2 separate regions of the Mus musculus genome follow, and region 1 is linked to region 2. A link is a contact called in public HiChIP or PLAC-seq data. All regions are on one chromosome and are shown on one strand. The core of a region is the stretch at or near the end of the contact, and the rest is flanking DNA. Distances in the headings are between cores, read along the strand shown.

The links. HiChIP or PLAC-seq counts read pairs in DNA pulled down with a chosen protein or histone mark.
Region 1: an H3K27ac HiChIP or PLAC-seq map of extraembryonic endoderm stem cells shows a contact between it and region 2, with 4 times the contacts expected there. The contact joins two enhancer-like sites. A contact is called at or near these places in 1 of 484 Hi-C or Micro-C datasets (the G1E-ER4 cell line), 4 of 115 datasets of contacts at active chromatin or transcription factors (embryonic stem cells, extraembryonic endoderm stem cells and stem cell-derived neural progenitor cells) and 3 of 9 other capture datasets (adipose tissue, liver and pancreatic islet).

What each region holds. Positions count from the first base shown.
Region 1 is chr12:3,391,666-3,395,817 of GRCm38.p6, forward strand. All of the region lies in intron 5 of Kif3c (kinesin family member 3C), which reads left to right. Among named protein-coding and RNA genes, the nearest start is that of I920046F24Rik, 28 kb to the left of the region's middle. Within about 2 kb of position 1,741, at least 28 of the 459 cell types and tissues checked have an H3K27ac peak or open chromatin away from gene starts, as enhancers often do. A contact at or near this core is called in extraembryonic endoderm stem cells, where this site is marked.
Region 2 is chr12:3,208,545-3,213,193 of GRCm38.p6, forward strand. No RefSeq gene overlaps it. Among named protein-coding and RNA genes, the nearest start is that of Rab10os, 25 kb to the right of the region's middle. Within about 2 kb of position 1,842, at least 3 of the 459 cell types and tissues checked have an H3K27ac peak or open chromatin away from gene starts, as enhancers often do. A contact at or near this core is called in extraembryonic endoderm stem cells, where this site is marked.

The sequences.
Region 1 (4,152 bases), core at 491-2,990, 180 kb after region 2:
TTTTGTTTTTTTCCTTGAGACAAGAGTCATGCAATGTAGCCAAGGCTGGCCTGAAATTCACTGTGTAGTTCAGGCTGGCTTTGAACTCCTGAGTTCAGTCCTCCAGATCCCTGCCTCAGGAATGCTGAGGTTACTTGTATGTGTGACATGTGCCCTGTTTAATTGAGGAAAGGAAACAAATGGGGACAGCATATGACATGTACGTATGACAGTTCCACCATGAGACCCATTTCTTTGCATTCTAACTTAATTTTATTTTAAAAACATACTTTATTTTATTTTTTTAATTGCCAACTAGTCACTTTCCTTCTTAAATTTTTATTTAAGTTTTTATTGCATTTAGCTGTGTGTTGGGAGATAGGTGAGCTTGACCCAGCGTTCATTTGATGTCAGAGGACAACTTACAGAAGTTGAGTCTCTCTACCATGTGGGTCCCAGGGATTGAACTCAGCTTGCCAGGCCAAAGCACAAGTGCATGATTTGTGTGTGTGTGTGTGTGTGTGTGTGTGTGTGTGTGTGTGTGTGTGAGTGTGTGTATGAGTGTGTGCATGCTCTGTGTGTGGATGAGAGTGTGTGTGATTTGTGTGTGTGTGTGTGTGTGTGTGTGTGTATGAGTGTGTTCATGCTCTGTGTGTGGATGAGTGTGTGTGTGTGTGGATGAGTGTGTGCATACTTTGTGTGTGTGGATGAGTGTGTGTGTGTGTGTATGAGTGTGTGTATGAGTGTGTGCATACTTTGTGTGTGTGTGTGTGGATGAGTGTGTACATGCTTTGTGTGTGTCTGTGTATGTTTGTATGTGAGTTTGAGGTAAGCACTCATGAAGGCAGGTTGTACCTGCCCCTTTTGCCCTTTTTATGTACTTGAGGCTGTCCTTGAACTCCTGATCCTCCTGCTTCCACCTCCCAAATCTGGGATTACAGGCATGAGCCAGCATACTTAGTTGAGTCAGGGTCTCACTATGTAGCCCAGGCTAGCCTTGCTCCTCTGTCTTAGGCTTCCCAGGGCTGGGATTGCAGGAATGTGCAACCTCATCTATTTGAGGCAATTCTTTAAAATTAAAAAATTATTTTTTCTCTTTAGTTTAACTTTATGTTTTATGTGCATGCGGGCTCTGCCTGCCTGTATGTCTGTGCATCACGTGCTTTCTTGGTGGCTACAAAGGCCAGAAGGTGGCACAGGATCCCTCGTGAGCCACTGTGTTGGTGCTAGGACTCCTCGGGAGGAGCAGTGGCCGGTGTTCTTAACTACCAAGCTGCCTTCCCAGACCCCACTCCTTGTTTCTTTTTAATATCTGAAAGTTGTTAGTGTTGGAATAAAGAAAATAGTTCCTCCTGCAAACCCTAGCTGAGACTGAGAGTTCACAGAGAAGCCAGGGGGTGGGCTGGTGGCGGAGGGGAGTGGTGGCCACCCCCCATCTCCCAGACTACATCTGTCCCCTTGATCTCTACTTTCACAACTGGAGCTTGGGGGAGGGGAAGGCCTTGAACATGGGTTTCTGTGAGAAGAGGGTGCTCTGGAATCTGAGGCGGTGGAAGGACCCTCCCTCCTTTCCTTCCCAGACATCTCCCACAACTCACAAAACATGACTCACGCAGGGCTGAAAACACAAAAGCTCTGTCTCTCACCACTAAAGCATTGTTCAAGTTGTGGGCTGTTTTGCTTTGCTGAGGCCTGGGATACTCTGGGATGAGAACACTGAAGACTGCACTGAGTGGAGAGACATTGTTTGAAACAAATTACCTAAGGCTGGGCTGTCCCTTAGGAAACAGCTTTTGTTAGAAGCAGCCACCCTCCCTTGATGACAGCCACAAGGATCACCCCGCCCAGGCCGCTCTCCAAAGCAAGGGGTCATTGTTACCATGGGACAATGTTTGAACATGGCTATGTCAGCTTATTTGGGAAGTCTTTTCTTCTTTCTGTCTCTTTTACCTTCATATTTTGGTTAGAGTTGGTGGATTATGCTGGTTTGTGAGTGTGCCTGTTTAATTTCTCCCTTGTTTTGCTTCTAGGGATAGAGGTTAAACTCAGTGATAGGCACTGAGTGTCTACTTTGGTGTCTACTTTGTCACACGAGAAAATGGTTGGGCTTGACTTTGTTTTAAAAACCAGTCTTAGCCAGGCGTAGCGGCGCACGCCTTTGATCCCAGCACTCGGGAGGCAGAGGCAGGCAGATTTCTAGGTTTGAGGCCAGCCTGGTCTACAAAGTTAGTTCCAGGACAGCCAGGGCTACACAGAGAAACCCTGTCTCGAAAAACAAAACAAACAAAAAAACAAAACAAAACAAAAACAAAAAACAAAAAGAGAAAGAAAAAAAAGGAAGCATAAAGACCAGTCTTAGTCCATTGCTCAGGCTGGTCCCCAACTCCTGGTCTGAAAGGACTCTCCTCCCTTAGCTCCTCAAACAGCTGGTACTACAGGCACATGCTACCCTGTTCAACTCTGAGAAACTTCTGGCATTTATTTACTTATTTATTTATTTATTTAAGTTAGCCTCTCACTCTATAGCCCTGGATGGCCCTGAATGTAGCATGTAGCTAAGGCTGGCTTTGAACTCCTGACTTTCTGCCTCCCCAGTTCTGGGATATATATGAGGGTGTGAGACCCCGTGCCCAGACTTGACCCAGCCATAGAGGAGCCAGTCTACAAACATTCTCCATGCCATCATATTGATGAAGACACCAATCTCCTGAGTCACAAGTTGGCCTCAGATGCCCCTCATCTTCTGAGTCTTCTGCTTCTACCTCCCAAATGCGGAGAGCATAGGCCCGTGGCAGCATGCCTGTTTGGTACAGTGCTTAGGATCAAACCCAGGACTTCATGCATGCTAGGTACACTCTCTACCATCTGAACTATGGTCCCACCCTCCCCACTTTGCTTTCATAGTTTTGAGACAGGGTCTCCTGTGCACTAGGTTGGCCTTAAGCTCACTTTGTAGCCATGGATGACTTAGACCTCCTCATCCCCCTGCCTTCGCCACCCAAGAACCTGGACAGAAACATGAGCTCCCACACCTGGCTCCGGGTTAGGAGAGCATTCCCTCCTCCTACAGGAGGGAAGAAGGCCAAACTGGGTTTGTTACAGAGGCAACTTTATTTTTAAAATCTTGGTAAAAACATTCCTTAAATCATATGTGGTAGCTCGCTGCTGTAATCTGAGTACTCTGGAGGCTGAGATAGGAGGATGGCCTCATGTTTGAGGTTAGCCTAGGCTGCACTTAAGTTCCAGGCAGCCTAGGCTACATTAAGACCCTGTCTCAAAAAAGTCTCTATGTGATAGGTGATGGTGGTGACATGGCTCAGCTTATGAAGGGACTTGCTAGCAATCCTGAGGCTGCATTTGATCCTTAGGACCACACTGTAGGAGGAGAGACCTCCTCCTCCAAACTATCCTCTCATCTCCACATTGGGACCATGGCATTTGTGTCCTTACCCCCAAATGAATAAATTAAGAAATTTACAGCTGCCAGGTGGTGGTTGTGAAAGCCTTCAATCCTAGCATTCAGAAGACAGAGGCAGGTGGATCTCTGAGTTCAAGGTTATCCCGGTCTACAGAGTTCCAAGACAGCCAGGGCTACACAGAGAGACTCTGTCTCAAAAAGCAAAAACAAACAAACTTTAAGTAAAGCTTCGCAGGGTGTGAGACTTGAGAGGAAGAGGACAGTGAAATGCAGACGCACAGGGCTGTGAAATAAGGTGAGCAGGTGAGCTGAGGAGAAAATGGGAGCAGACACAGAAAAGTCCCATCTGCTGCCCTGGGAATGTATGGAAGACCAGGAAGTCCAGAGGGTGCTGGATGCCTGTTCTCAGAGTAAGAGAAGAATGCCGTAGCAGGGAGCTGGAGACAGGGCTCAGTAGTCAAAGGCATATGCTGGTCTTACAGAGAATCTGGGTTTGAGTCCCAGCACCTGTGTCAGGCAGATTACTATGCCTGCCTGTAACTCCAGCTGCACACACACACACACACACACACACACACACACACACACACACACACACACACACACATTTTCAAGAGAAAAGAGTGACTAGAAACAACTGACAATGAGAACAGTGTCCACCCTTGAGATGGAGCTTAAGTTTCCATTTTACCACTGTTGTTTTATTTATATGGGCGTTTTGCCTGCACAAATGTCAGTACCAGTTGTGTGCTAGC
Region 2 (4,649 bases), core at 592-3,091:
ATCTTGTTGGTGTATGCAATGGTGTCAACGTTTGGAGGCTGATTATGGGATGGATCCCTGGGTATGGCAATCTCTAGATGGTCCATCCTTTTGTCTCAACTCCAAACTTTGTCTCTGTAACTCCTTCCATGGGTGTTTTGTTCCCAATTCTAAGAAGGGGCAAAGTGTCCACACTTTGCCATTCTTTAGGTCTGCAGCCTAGCCTACTTTCTGCTGAGCTCCTGACCAATGAGGGAGATTCTGCCTCAGAAACTAAGGTGTATGTTGCCACCAATATCACTAACGGGAGCATTCTGTGAATTTGTTCTCTCATCTTTAGCAGCATCCCTGGTCCCATTGTGTCAATTCCAAATTCCCGTATCCATCAGCAGCACAGTACCTCCCTCAACTTGTAACTTTCAAATGGCTGTAGACATGGTCGGATGAGATGAAATCTCCTGCAATGGAGACCCTTTGTTTTATGCTGATTCTTGGAGATGTCCTAAAAAAAAAATTTTAGGTACACTGACATGTATTGATGTGTAATTGGGGATAAATAATAAAATATTAGTTTAGGGCTTCACCTAGGCATGGAAACTGAGAGCTTATAGCTCATCTACAAGATGGGGGTAGAGAAAGAGCAAGACTGAGCCTAATGCCAATTTTGAAACCTCAAAACCCACCCCACCCCCAGTGACACACCTCCTTCAAATAGACCACACCTCCTAATCCTTTCTAAACAGTCCACCAGCTGGTAGCTGGTGTACATTGAGTATACAGGGGCCATTCACATTCAAACCACCATACACATTCCTTTTCTAGAATCTGTGATCACAGAACCAGACAAGAGCTCCCTCCTGTGGGGCAAGCCTCATAATACATTCAGAAAGCACTGTGTTTACCCACAGAAGAGTTGAGCCAGAGTAAAAGACAGTTGGAATGCATCTGGGGAAACATGCAAATTTCTTCTACCTCTTTTCCTTTTCAGAAGTACCTGAGGAAAAGGTTTCTTCTAAACGAAGTAAGTTCCTTATGGATAATTTTTATTCATGGGAGATGTGACTATCCTAGGATTCCTTTTTAAAATATATGAGTCTGTGTTAAAACATTCAAGGATATGAAAAGACGGCCCCTAAGGTCTGGCCTGTCTCACATCAAGCACTGGGTAGTGACAAGATAAGCTCTGGCAAGGTACTGTCTAATAGGAGCCAGCAGGTACATATGAGGGCGGGAAGAAGTAAGCTGTTCCTTATCCAGGGAGGTGGGCTGGGGCTTGGCTTTCCTTTTTCTTATTTGTTCTTTTTATTTAAAAACTTTATGTGTATAATGCATTTTGATTGAATCCACCCATATTCCCTGCCCTGCCGTTTATACACTCTCCATTTTCCAGGCCGACCTTTTTTATTCTACTGTCTTCCTCCCACCCACCCCCTTCCCACAATCATTCCCCCTTCCCCCTCCATTCTCTTCTGAGGGGGTGGGGCTCCCCCTGGGAATCTCCAGACCCTAGCACTCCCAAGTCTCTGCAAGGCTAGAAGCTTCTCTTCCCACTGAAGCCAGACAAGGCAGCCCAACTAGAAACACATATCCCACAGACAGGCAACAGCTTTTGGGATAGCCCCAGGGCCAGTTGCTTGGGACTCACATGAAGACCAAGCTGCACATCTGCTACATATATGCGGGGAGGCCTAGATCCAGCCCATGTATGCTCTTTGTTTTGTGGTTTGGTCTCTTGAGAGTCCCAAGGGTCCAGGTTAGTTGACTCTGTTGGTCTTGCTGTGGAGTTCCTATCCCCTTAGGAGCTGCAATCCTTCCTCCCATTCTCCCATAAGAGTCTCTGAGCTCCATCTACTGTTTGGCTGTGGGTATCTGCATTTGTCTGAGTCAGCTGGTGGGTGGAGCCTCTCAGAGGACAGCCGTGCTAGACACCAGTCTGCAAGCCTAACAGTGCACTCTGAACTTCATATAATCCTTTAAAAAAAAAACCTTTGAGTCATCCTACTGTATGAGTAGGGGTTTAGAACTGTCTACTGGAGCATGGGTATCCTATCAGGGTTGCATCTTGGTTCTGTTGTTGTTTTTATATCCCACTCACTGCCATCCTCACAAAGTCCTTCTCCCCGTTCTCCCTCCTCTTCTCCTCTGAGAGTGTGGCCCACACCCTGGGTATCCCACAACCCAGGCACATCAAGTCTCTGCAGGTTTAGGCGGTGAGGGGGGGGTTGCATGTGTGTTGCATATTGAGTGCTCGTGTGTTATATGTGCTCATTGTGTTGTGTGAGCTGGTGTGTGTATGCTTTTGTATTCATGAGCACACATGCACACTCATGTTCTCATATGTGTCTGTATGTAGGTATGTGTGTGTGCATGTGACACACTCGACATGCTTGTGCATGCCAAAACCACTTCTGGAGGTAAAAGGACAATGGCAAGTGTTCATTCATTCTTTCCTTTCACCTCGTGCTAGGTAGGGTTCTTTTGTTCTTCACTGCTGTGCTCCAGGATAGGTAATTCATTAACTCCCAGGGATTCTCCTGTCTCCACCTCCCATTTGACCACAAGAGCACTGGGGTTACAGATGTTCACTGCTGTGTCCAGCTTTCTGTGAGCTTCTGGGTATGCAAGCTGAGAACCCTCACACCTGGTCATCTAGCCTTCTCTCCAGCTCCATAGCTCATCCATTTATGATCCAAGGTTTAGCTTCAAATCCTTCTTTGAGATACTATTCTATTTCTGTGCTTATTCATCCCAGACTCCAGGAAGTTTCCTACAGAAAGTTTGCAAGTGCTTTTAGGAATGTGCTTGTGTATTTCTCTTCCTCATACCACAGAACATCACATGCTGTGTGACACTCTGGTCAGGATGGTGGTTCCATAAGAGATGATAGGAGTGAAAAGTACCATCATATGATGACAAGGATATTTTAGCATAGCAGTGCACAGAGTATCTCATGTTAGGGATGGTTCTGGCAGAAGTAAACCTATCCTATTACCAATAGAATTAAAGTATAGAATATACAGTTTTATAGTGCCATGGCATTGGTAATTTATCATACCATTCATTTTATTCTTACAGTATATGCCTTCTAACTAGAAAGGGGTCTGTATGCATACAAGCCCATGTGTACAGGAGTGTGCATGTGGAGTGGTATGTGATTTTAATCATATGAATGCCCAAATATGCATAGATCATGGACTCATGCAGTGGCAAATGAAAGATGTCTCTCTTTCAGGAGACCCTTGGAGACAGTACCTTTCCCACAGAATTTCATTCAAGGAGCTCAAAGGTCAGGTTAGTTTTATAACATTCACTGTTACTATAAGCTAAGCAAAGCCCACCTCCTCCACACTTCTTCTGAAAACTACAATTTGTCTCCTGCTGCTTCTACCATTTTAGTTTGTTAATGTCATAATGAGCATTGTTCCTATATCATACCAGCCCATCCATCCCTCTCCACTTCGTACTGCTCTGTTACCCCCCCTCCCGTCTAGAGTTCATAATCTTTTTTTATTATTTTTAATATCCCCCAGTTCAAAATCAAACAATTATTCATTTTTATATTTTTTTATTCTTCTCTCATACAACACATTCCCAACTGCAGCATTCCCTCCCTACGCTCAGCCCAGTTTCTCTCTAGTTTCCCTTTCCCTCAAATCCCACAAACAACCACAGCATGTATGCAGAGAACCTAGTACAGACCCTGCAGGCTGTGATTGTTGCTTCAGTCTCTGTGAGCTCCTATGAGGCCTACTTCAATGATTCTGTGGTCCATGTTTCCCAGGTGTCCTTCACCCCAGGCTCCTACAATCCTTCTTCCCCTATTCCATAGGGTTCCCCAAGCTCTGCCTTTGGTTGTGGGTCTCTGCATCCATTCACATTAACTGCTGGAGGAAGCCTCTCTGATGTCAATTGAGCTAGGCACTAACATATGAGTTTGGGAATAATTTTATTAAACCTTTTTTTGTGGGGAGGAGGGGTTCGTCAGTCGTGTTTAGTCTTGTTGCAGGAAATATTTTTAAAAGGCACCATCCTGCGCTATCACCAGCTACTCACTCTCCCCGGCAACCTTGCTGCCTTCATGGCTAACCCCATGCAATGACTCTCTACTTCTATCTCCTCAGGGTTTTCCACGGTTGCCCATCTCAGTCAGATTTATATTAGTAAATTCTCAACCCACAAAATGCCTGCACAATGAACTCAAAACTCAATTGATATAAATACAGGCTACACTCCTAGATAGGGCAAGCACACCCTACTTATAATTTAATCGTCTATTTAAGAAATCCCCAATACTTAAAACTCCCAAAACTGTGTGGTTCTGGCTCCTCTTCCTCTCCTATAGGTTCCATCTTGTCTCTTCCTCTCCTTTCCTCCTTCTCTCCCTCTACTCTCTGTACTCATCTCTAAAATTCTCAGCCCACCTTCCTTTTCCACTGCCCAATCACAGGCTTTCACCTTATCTTGTACCTGCCCTCACCTGCATATAGACAGCAATCCTCATAGTCTTTTCCTAGGTCTCTGAGCCATTCAGCTTCCGGTTCCTGACCATCCAGACAGTGTCAGTCATGGGCTCCTTCTCATGGCTTGGCCCTCATATTAGACCAATGATTGTTTGGCCATTCCCACAATCTCTGAGCCACCATTGCCTCAGCACATCTTGCTGGTAGAAC